Regions from separate parts of the Sus scrofa genome. Here region 1 is linked to region 2. A link is a contact called in public Hi-C data. All regions are on one chromosome and are shown on one strand. The core of a region is the stretch at or near the end of the contact, and the rest is flanking DNA. Distances in the headings are between cores, read along the strand shown.

Region 1 (4,924 bases), core at 933-3,432, 37 kb before region 2:
GGACAGAAGCCTGACTGGCAGTCTCCCTGCCTGGGCCCCCAGCCAACACCCACACCCCTCTGGAGACAACTCCCTATGCAGAGATGGTTGCTGAGTGCCAGGGCCCTCTGCTGGACAGCCTCAGAGCCCGCCAGGCTCAGCCAGTCCTTGTCACTCTGCCTAGTCTTAGGGTTCCCTCCCTCCCTGGGCTGCCCAGGTCCCTGGCACAGGAGTAAGGTGTAGGGCTGATCCAGCTGGACCCCCCCCCACCCTATCCCCCACCTATTTGAGACGGTGGCTTGCCCCAGACACCCTCCTCCCCCTTCCAGGCCCCATGCCTGCCTCATCACCTTACCCACAGTCCTATCTCCCCAGCCCTGCCTCCATCTGTGTCTGCTGGAAGTATGTTTGCTTGGCTCTGCAGTTTGTCACCAGCACATCTCATGACTATGTTCTCAGTCATGTTTGCAACACTATCTCCACTGCCTTGTGGCAGGGCTGGGACTAGGTAGAAGCCAGAGAAGCAACTTGCCTGGGGGGCAGAATTTAAGGGGGCACCCAAATATTCCAGAATCCAGATAATGATTGTGGGTTGTTTTTTTTTTCTCCCCCTTTTTCAGCCACACCCACAGCACATGGAAGTTTCCAGGCCAGGGATCAAAACCGAGCTGCAACTGTGACAAACTGGATCCTTATCAGCTGTGCCAGGCTGGCAGTGGAACCAGCGCCCCTGCAGCAGCAGACCAGCTGCAATCAGACCCTTAACCCGCTGTGCCACAGAGGTAGCTCCTCAGATAATGTTTTTGTTGTTTTTTTGCCATTTCTTGGGCCGCTCCCACGGCATACGCAGGTTCCCAGGCTAGGGGTCGAATCGGAGCTGTAGCTGTCGGCCTACGCCAGAGCCACAGCAACTCAGGATTCGAGCTGTGTCTGCGACCTACACCACAGCTCACAGCAACGCCGGATCCTTAACCCACAGAGCAAGGCCGGGGATCGAACCTGCAACCTCATGGTTCCTAGCCAGATTCGTTAACCACTGTGCACTATGGGAACTCTCAGATAATGTTTTAACGCAATATTTTTTTAAAAGTCAAAAGTTAATGCAAAAAAACCCATGAACAAAACATCAATTAGGGAGTTTTTGTTGAGGCTCAGCCTAAAGAACCCAACTAATATCCATGAAGATGTGGATTGGACCCCTGGCCTCGTTCAGTGGGTTAAGGATCCCGCACTGCCCTGAGCTGTGGCATAGGTTGCAGACGCGGCGCGGCTCCGATCCCATGTTGCTGTGGCTGCGGGTAGGCTGGTGGCTGCAGCTGGGATTCACCCCTAGCCTGGGAACTTCCATATGCTGCAGGTGCGGCCCTAAAATAGCAAAATAAATAAATAAATAAATAAGCTAAAGGTAGGATCTGGCCCTTTCAGAGTCAGACACCTCAAGTCCCTCACTTTCCTTATGGATGTGTACAGGAGTCAGGGTTCAGGAAGACTCAACTCTTTGTTCACCAGTCTGGGCTTGGTTTTTCAGCTGTCTTTCTCAGACCTCTGCCCCAACCCTCTGCTGTGGGGAGGTCGCTGATCTTGGGGACATCTGCATATGGTTAAAATAGGGCAGTCATCTAAGCAGGGCCTCCAAAGTCCAAGGAAAGGATCTCCTCCGCCAGAAACCGCAGATGCCACGGACTCCATTAACTTCCCCATCCCACAAGGACCCCGCTCTCCGCTCTCCGCCCCGCCCACACCGCTCTCCGCCCCGCCCTCGGGGGAACTGCGTAGACAACTCCTCTGGCCGCCGCCCCGCCTCTGCTCCCCGCGCACCTGCTGGGACATTCGGAGGGGCATCCGGAGTCGGCGAGCGGGGACGGAAATTCCCGGGCCTGCCGGCCCCTAGTCCCAGTTTGGCCTCCTCATCTCAGGACTGGGACCGTCGCCATTGTCCAGAAACCGTAGCCCGCGCCGGGTCTGACCGGTCTCTGCCCCCCTTCCCCGGCAATGAAGGAGCAGCAACGGGCGATCCTGGCGCTCGCCCAGCGCCCCGCGGCCGGCTCGGTTCCGATCAGCGCCGGCGTTGCTCGGTAGCGGGGAGCGCCCCAGGAGGCCAGCGGGAGGCGAGGCCCAGAGTACGGCTGAATAAATAAATAAATAAAGGCGCCTGTGACCCCGGAGGGCACCAGGTGTTGGAACCCCTTTCACCCTGCCCCTCCCCCCGAGGCCAGCTTCCGGAGCCGGGCGAGCACGTGCGCTGGCTTCTGTGGACTCCGGGTGGAAACAGATGGCGCTGGGGGGTAGGGAGGCGGGGGTCTGGCGGAAAGCCCCGCGGGGCCAGCTTGGGGGCGCCGGGCCCTGGTCTCGGTTCTTCCCCAAGGCCAACCTTTGAGGGCTATGCTGACGGGATGACGGTCCTGAAAGGGGCCTTGTAGTCTCCTCACTGTCCCCCTTTGAACTGAGAGCCCAGGACTCTCTGGGATGGGGAGAGAGGAATATTGCCTGGGAAAGTTAAGCAAATTATCCGGAGGCTGGCATGCAAATGCCTCTGACAACTCCTATTTGATGCCCCAGGGCCTCTCACTGGGGAGGGGAAATGGGGAGGTGAATTCTTCAGATCACACCGCACCCAGCTCCCTACCCCCCAAGTCCCTTCCTGGGCAGAGCACCCCTCAGGGGCCCCTCTGGGTGGATGCCCTCAGGGTCCCACAGCAAGCAGATCTCCCTCTTTCCACAGCACCAGTTGACAAGAGTCTCCTCCGTCGCCCGAGGACTTTTACCTCCTTACCTTGAACTGACCAGCCAGATCACAGACTGCTGGGTCACAGTGTCATCTACTCAAGTTAGACAAGAGAAATTCCGGGCGAAGCGGATGGGGAGGGACAATGGAATAGGTAGGAAAAGGCATGCCAAGAATTCAAGGCAACAAATATTTATTGAGCACCTGCTGCATGCTGGACTTTGAGGGCAGGACTGACTCTCTAAGGAACAAAGGTCTTATTACTTTAAGGTGAATCCTGACTCACAGACAGACAGTCTGGATTAGCTAAATCGCCTGTCCTTGGGTTAAGCAATGGCCCTCATTGGGTCTCATGTTCCTGTTAGCCTGGGGGTGGAGGGTGGCGGAGGAGAGTCCGTTCTTCCCCCAGAGGCCCGAGGTGATTAGAAATGGACTTGGGAAGAATGCAGGGAGGGAGGGAGAATGATGGTTTTCGGCTAGATACGGAGAGCATCCTTCCAACAATTTCTGCTGGGAGAGAGGAGGCACGTCTGGGCTAGACCCCTCTCAGGCTCAGTGCCCCCACCATGTCTTCTGCCCACTGGGCAGGCTGCGGTCAGTGAAGGGGCCAAGGCTGTCTTACTCCAAAAGAAAGCATTTCAATGAATACAGCTACTGCTGGGATTCGCAGCCTCATTTTTGAGAAACTATCCTCTCCCTCCTCTCCAGGCGGGCCACTCTGGAGGCCTCCCCGGCAGCAGCGGCATCATCTGGCGGGTGTCTCTGGCTGAGGAGGAACACCAGACAGCCCAGTAAAGCCTCTCGCATATCCTGGGAGCCCAGGCGGCGGGCCAGCCGGCGCAGCAGAGGCAGGAGGTGCCGACGGGCCAGGCGGGCAGCGGGCAGCAGCAGGCGGGCCAGCAGCGTTCGCAGCAGCAGCGGGAGCAGCGGAGCGGGCATGGTCAGTGACTGCCAAGGCGATCCAGACTCTAGGCTTGTCTTTCCTGCTTCCCTCCTCACCTGGCCAAGACAAAGGCTGGGCAGATTTCACCCCTGCTTATGTTTACACCCTCCTGCCCCCAGGTCTCAATTCATAGGTCATTTCTGCTTTCCTGGAGCCCTTCCTCTGGGAAGGGGGGCTGGGACAGGAGGGTTCTCACTGTAGTACAGAGGGAGACAGGGAGCCAAGCAAGAGTAAAGAGGGGGCTGGGACCTGCAGCTCGCCATTCCCAGCCTCCAGGGGTCTCCTACTGTCCCTCGAACCTCCCCTCCTCTACTCACCCCCTCCTCAGGCACACTCAGTCCCCTGGCGTTCCCTAACCCCTGTGCCTCAGTCCAGCAGGAGTTCTTCCCTGGGCAGGTCTAAGTTTTCTTTTCAGGGATCTCGATCCCCCCAGACCTGAGGCTTCCTACCCTCCCAGGTCCCCACCCCCACGGATGGGCAGCAGCTCTCACCAGTCCGAGCAGCCACTCAGCATCAATGTCTGGCTGAATTTGCCTGCAGGAGCCACAGCCTCACTGGACACTACACAGGGCTGCCCCACCCAGCTCAGCCCCACCCGGGACAGCTTGCCGAGGCTGGGGGAACAAGGCAGAGACAGCTGTTTTCTGGCACCTGGTATGTGGAAGGGACAGGGCAGCTGGGCTGGGAGAAGTGATGCAGGAATTCCTCCTGCTGGGTGCAGACTTCAGAGTCAGAAGCCAGACTGCACTTTCTTTCTTTCTTCTTCTTCTTCTTTTTTTTTTTTTTTGTGTCTTTTTGCCGTTTCTTGGGCCGCTCCCTCGGCATATGGAGGTTCCCAGGCTAGGGGCTCTAATCGGAACTGTAGCCGCTGGCCTACACCACAGCCACAGCAATGTGGGATCCAAGCCGCGTCTGCGACCTACTCTGCAGCTCACGGCAACCCCAGATCTTTAGCCCACTGAGGAAGGCCAGGGATCGAACCTGCAACCTCATGGTTCCTACTCGGATTAGTAGGAACTGAACCATGACGGGAATTCCAGACTGCACTTTCTAACGGTGTGACCTGAGGCACGTTCATTCTTCTGGGTTCCTGGTGCCTTTGTCCGATGCCTCAGTAACTAGGAGGAACTGGGAGGAGTAACTGGAATGGGACTGTGATGAGCTCTACTGACCCAAACCTCAGATGCAGTAAGGCTGCAGCCCCCGGGGCGTGCTCAGAGTGGCTGAGACAGAGTAGGATCAGGGCAGGCACCCATGGGCCCTCTCCTGGGGATAGA
Region 2 (4,299 bases), core at 55-2,554:
CCAGCCTCTGACAACTCCAGACTCTGTGGCTCTCAGTTCTACAGAGTCGGAATTGTCAATTCCCAAATTTTTGTCATTTCAAGATTGTCACATAAATGGAATCATACAGTATGGAACCTTTGGGGATGGGCGTTTTTTTTATGCATTCCTTGAGATTCATCCAAGTTGTTGTGTGTATCAACAGTTCATTTCTTTTTATTTTTCAAATTTTATGTTATTGGAGTTCCCGTTGTGGCTCAGTGGTTAACGAATCTGACAAGCAACCGCGAGGACGCAGATTCGATCCCTGGCCTTGCTCAGTGGGTTAAGACTCCGGTGTTGCCGTGAACCGTGGTGTAGCTTGCAGAGAGGGCTCATATCCCATGCTGCTGTGGCTGTGGTGTAGGCCGGCGGCTACAGCTCCTATTCGACCCCTAGCCTGGGAACCTCCATATGCCGCGAGTGTGGCCCTAAAAAGCAAAAATAAATAAATAAATGGAATAAATAAATTTATTCCATTTATTTATTTGAACAAGTACTGGTTGGGCATCTATTGCATGGTAAGTACCATCTTAAGTCCTAGGACCCAGCAGTGAGTGAGACAGATAAGGTCACTGCCTTCATGGAATAGGAGAATTGTCGAGAGAAGCTAGGTCGTGAATGTACACACAGACAAGTAAGCCAGTTTCAGCTCATGATAAATGTTGGGGAGAAAATTAAATCAAAGTAAAGAAGCAATGAGTATAAGAGCAGCTAATTTAGATTGGGAGACAGAGAAGATTAGCCTGAGGAAGAGGCATTTGAACTGAAAAATGAAAGAGAAGGAGCTAGTTATGCAGGTATCCGAGGAAAGAGCTTTCTAGGTGACAGCAACAGGAGGTGCAAAGGCCCTGAGCCAGGACCAAGTACAGCTTACTTCAATGGAGCAGCCCATGAGGGAGGATCGCTCTATGCCCTTCCTAAGCATCCTCAGCAGGTTCTGAGGGGGTGTCTGGAGCTGGAAGCTCTGGGTCACGCCCCCCGTGAAGTCCTCAAAGCCTTCCATTGTGTTCCCCCCTGACAGTGCTTCATAGGATCCGTTCAGCCTGTGGGCACAGAGAGGGCACTGTTTGGGCTCTAGGAGGCAGTTGTGAGCTTGGACATCAGAGGGTGGGCTGAGGAGAGGGTAGGATGCTCTGCGGTCCCCATGCCTCTTCCCCTGATTCCAGCTGTCCCCATTGCTGCCAACGGTCAGGGCAGACCTGGAGGCCAGCCCAACCCCTTGGCTGGAGCACTCACTTGGCGTAGGCCTTCTCCAGCAGGGCGCTCCAGAACTCAGTGCGCTCGGCTGAGTGCACAAACACCAGCTTGCCATTCTTTGTGGGCAGCCGATCATCCACCACCACATCCATCCACTGGCCAAACTGCCAGATCTGCAGGTAGCAAGCTGAGTCTCAGCCGAGTGTGGGATATCTGTCTGTGCCAGGCCAAGAGTGCGCGCGCGAAGACACAAACACACACTCTCCCTCTCTCTCTCTCTCTCTCTCTCTCTCTCTCTCTCTCTCTCTCTCTCTCTCTCTCCCTCTCTCCTCCTTGCCTGAGGACTCTGTGACACAAGCGCCTTCTGGTGGCAGGTTCTGTGACACACCAGTTCAGAGAGCCCATCCCCTAAAAAGGCCTGAACCTCCCCAGCATCCTTATCTCCAGGTTCTGCCTGGGCTCCCGAGGGACCCGCCCACCTTTTGACCTTGAATGAACTTTAGGATGCCTGCCTTTCTCTCCTTCTCTCTTTCTTTCTTTCTTGTTTAATGGCTGCACGCATGGCATATGAAAATTCCCCAGACAGGGAGAGAATTCGAGTTGAAGCTGCAGCAATACTGGATCTTTAACCCACTGTGCTGGGCCAGGATCGAAGCCTCTGCTGCTGGATTCTTAACCCACTGTGCCACAGACTCCCGTCAAGGCTCAGTGGAAACGAATCTGGCTAGTGTCCATGAGGGTGCATGGCGTTGCTGTGGCTGTGGTGTGGGGCTCGGATCCCACATCGCTGTGGCTGTGGTATAGGCCGGCAGCTGCAGCTCTTGATTCGACCCCTAGCTTGGGAACCTCCATGGCTGCGAGGGCGGCCCTAAAAAGATGAGAAAAAAACCTCTTGTGATTTTTGGAAATATTTTATGACAGGAGGAATTTGTCCATATGTCGCTTAACTTAAAAGAACAGAGTCCAAAAATCACATGGCAGAAATTCCCAATGTCGGATACGCTCATACCTATACATATGCATATACATGTAAATGTGCATATACACGTGTGTATCTCCCCTGGAGGAAGAGACAGAGACAGAAGCAGGACAAGGAGAGGAAAAGGAGGAAGAGCCACAGACTGATAATTGTTTTCTTTGGAGGCTTTAAAAAATTAGCTTCCAGAGTTCCCACTGAGGTGCAGCGGAAACAAATCCAACTAGGAACCATGAGGTTTTGGGTTCGATCCCTGGCCTCCCTCAGTGGGTTAAGGATCCAGCGTTGCCGTGAGCTGTGGCATAGGCCAGTGGCTCCAACTCCAATATGACCCCTAGCCTGGGAACCTCCATATGCTGCAGGTGTGGCCCTAAAAAGCAAAAAAAAAAAAAAAAAGTTAGCTTCCATGATGTCTTCCAGTGAGCAGATGTTTTGCTGATAATTAGGCAAAAATCCATCGTAGTAAATGTCATTTTTCAAAAAGAATACGAAAAAGATGAACTTCAAAGCATGTACCAATTCTCTTTTTTTTTTTCCTTTGGTTTTTTCTAGGGCCGCTCCCCGCGGCATATGGATGTTCCCAGGCTAGAGGTCTAATCAGAGCTACAGCTGCCGGTCTACACCACAGCCACAGCAACTCGGGATCCAAGCCGCATCTGCGACCTACACCACAGCTCATGGCAACACCGGATCCTTAACCCACTGGTCCCTAGTCGGAACCATGACGGGAATCCAGCATGTGCACATTCTTTATCTTCTCTCTCTTCCTCTCTCTCCCTCCTCTCTCTCTCTCTCTCTCACACACACACACACATGCACGCACCCCTCGCACACAACTCTGGCTTTCAAATTGCCCTTCACCTGGAAGTGGAAGATGCCGGCATAGTTTTTCTTGAAGCTCTGGCCCTTGGGCACCACACGGTGGAAGAGTTTGGGGTACACGGTGAGGGAGCCGATGGCAGCCAGCAGCCAGCAGTCCCCTGGAGAGACAGAAGGGCTCCCCATGTAACTCAGAATCCAGACCCCAAGGAGCAGGAGCTGGCTCTGAGGGCCCCCCTCCCCCGCTAGAGAGGCCCTCCTGCTAAGGGCTGTTTGCGGGGGAAGCCAGCCGGGGGAGAGCGAGAGCGGAAGGGAAGGCTCTAGAGGTGAGAGCCTTCTCTTAGGTGAGAGACTCGCAAATGACAGTCAATCACTTTTGTTTTGGGATTGGGAGAGAAGGTATTTTCGGCCTTGGTCTTTTTTTTTTTTTTCTTTTTAGGGCTGTACCCTTTTTAGGCTGGCACATGGGGCTTCCCAGGCTGGGGATTGAATCAGAGCTACAGCTGCCGGCCTACACCACAGCCCGCGGCAACACGGGGGTCCAAGGCGCATCTGCCACCTATACCCCAGCTCACGGCAAAGCCCAATCCCCAACCCACTGAGCGAGGCCAGGGATCAAACCCGCAGCCTCACGGTTCCTAGTTGGATTCGTTTCTACTGGGCCATGAAGGGAACCTCTGGCCTTGGTCTTGCTTCTCCCTCTGGGACCTGCCTTTGGGGGTGGGCACAGTCAATTATCTCCCGTCCCTTGAACAAGGCCAGTCACCTTTCCCATGACCCCCACCTCTGTCTCATTATTAAACTGGGTCACCCCCATAATACTGGAGACCCAGGGGGCTCAGTCTGTACCCCAGCTGGGACACAGGGGCAGGATTCTTGGTCTGAGGTCATCTGCGGCCATCTCTCCTGCTGTGTGGGGGGGTGCCTCAGATCACAGGTGGGGCTGTGGAGGCAGGGTGGTGCCCTGTGTGGGGCCCAGGGCCTGGCTGAGGCTGAGGGCACTGGGAAAGCTTCTGTGATGACCAGGGCCTCCTGGCTGCCTGAGATGCCCTTGGAGGGAAGCATAGGGTGGGAAGGGAAAGTGAAGGATGCTCCAACTGCTATCATCAAAAGGGCACCTAGAAGAGGCATTTTCTCCTTCTGGAGCCCCTCCTGGAGCCCCAGCCCCTTCTGCTGCAGCCATGGGGCCTGAAGCCTCCTGGGCCTCTGCCCTGCCCACATCCTGCCCTTGCCTCTGCCCCAAAGAGGACAGAATTCAGCCTCAGAGAAAGCCCACCCTGGCCTTA

What was found. Hi-C and Micro-C count contacts between places; a contact is called where the count stands out from the background.
Region 1: a Hi-C map of fetal liver shows a contact between it and region 2, with 2.2 times the contacts expected there. The contact joins the promoter of SLC29A1 here to the enhancer-like site in region 2. A contact is called at or near these places in 2 of 5 promoter capture datasets (fetal liver and liver), 8 of 47 Hi-C or Micro-C datasets (blood, embryonic fibroblasts, epiblast stem cells and 4 more) and 2 of 2 datasets of contacts at active chromatin or transcription factors (alveolar macrophages and skeletal muscle).

The regions. Positions count from the first base shown.
Region 1 is chr7:39,215,232-39,220,155 of Sscrofa11.1, reverse strand. It overlaps SLC29A1 (equilibrative nucleoside transporter 1), which reads right to left and starts at 2,182. Exons shown (of 14, transcript XM_005666066.3): 1 at 1,798-2,182. It overlaps LOC110261530, which reads right to left and starts at 4,223. Exons shown (of 2, transcript XM_021098792.1): 1 at 4,139-4,223; 2 at 2,881-3,703. The coding sequence starts at 3,643. The coding sequence ends at 3,377. It overlaps LOC110261531 (a long non-coding RNA gene), which reads left to right and starts at 2,011. Exons shown (of 3, transcript XR_002345745.1): 1 at 2,011-2,099; 2 at 2,702-2,858; 3 at 3,413-3,498.
Region 2 is chr7:39,178,141-39,182,439 of Sscrofa11.1, reverse strand. It overlaps CAPN11 (calpain-11), which reads right to left. Exons shown (of 22, transcript XM_021100038.1): 4 at 3,056-3,174; 5 at 1,258-1,391; 6 at 896-1,064. Among named protein-coding and RNA genes, the nearest start is that of CAPN11, 11 kb to the right of the region's middle. Within about 2 kb of position 1,304, at least 16 of the 83 cell types and tissues checked have an H3K27ac peak or open chromatin away from gene starts, as enhancers often do. A contact at or near this core is called in fetal liver, liver, skeletal muscle and 1 more, where this site is marked.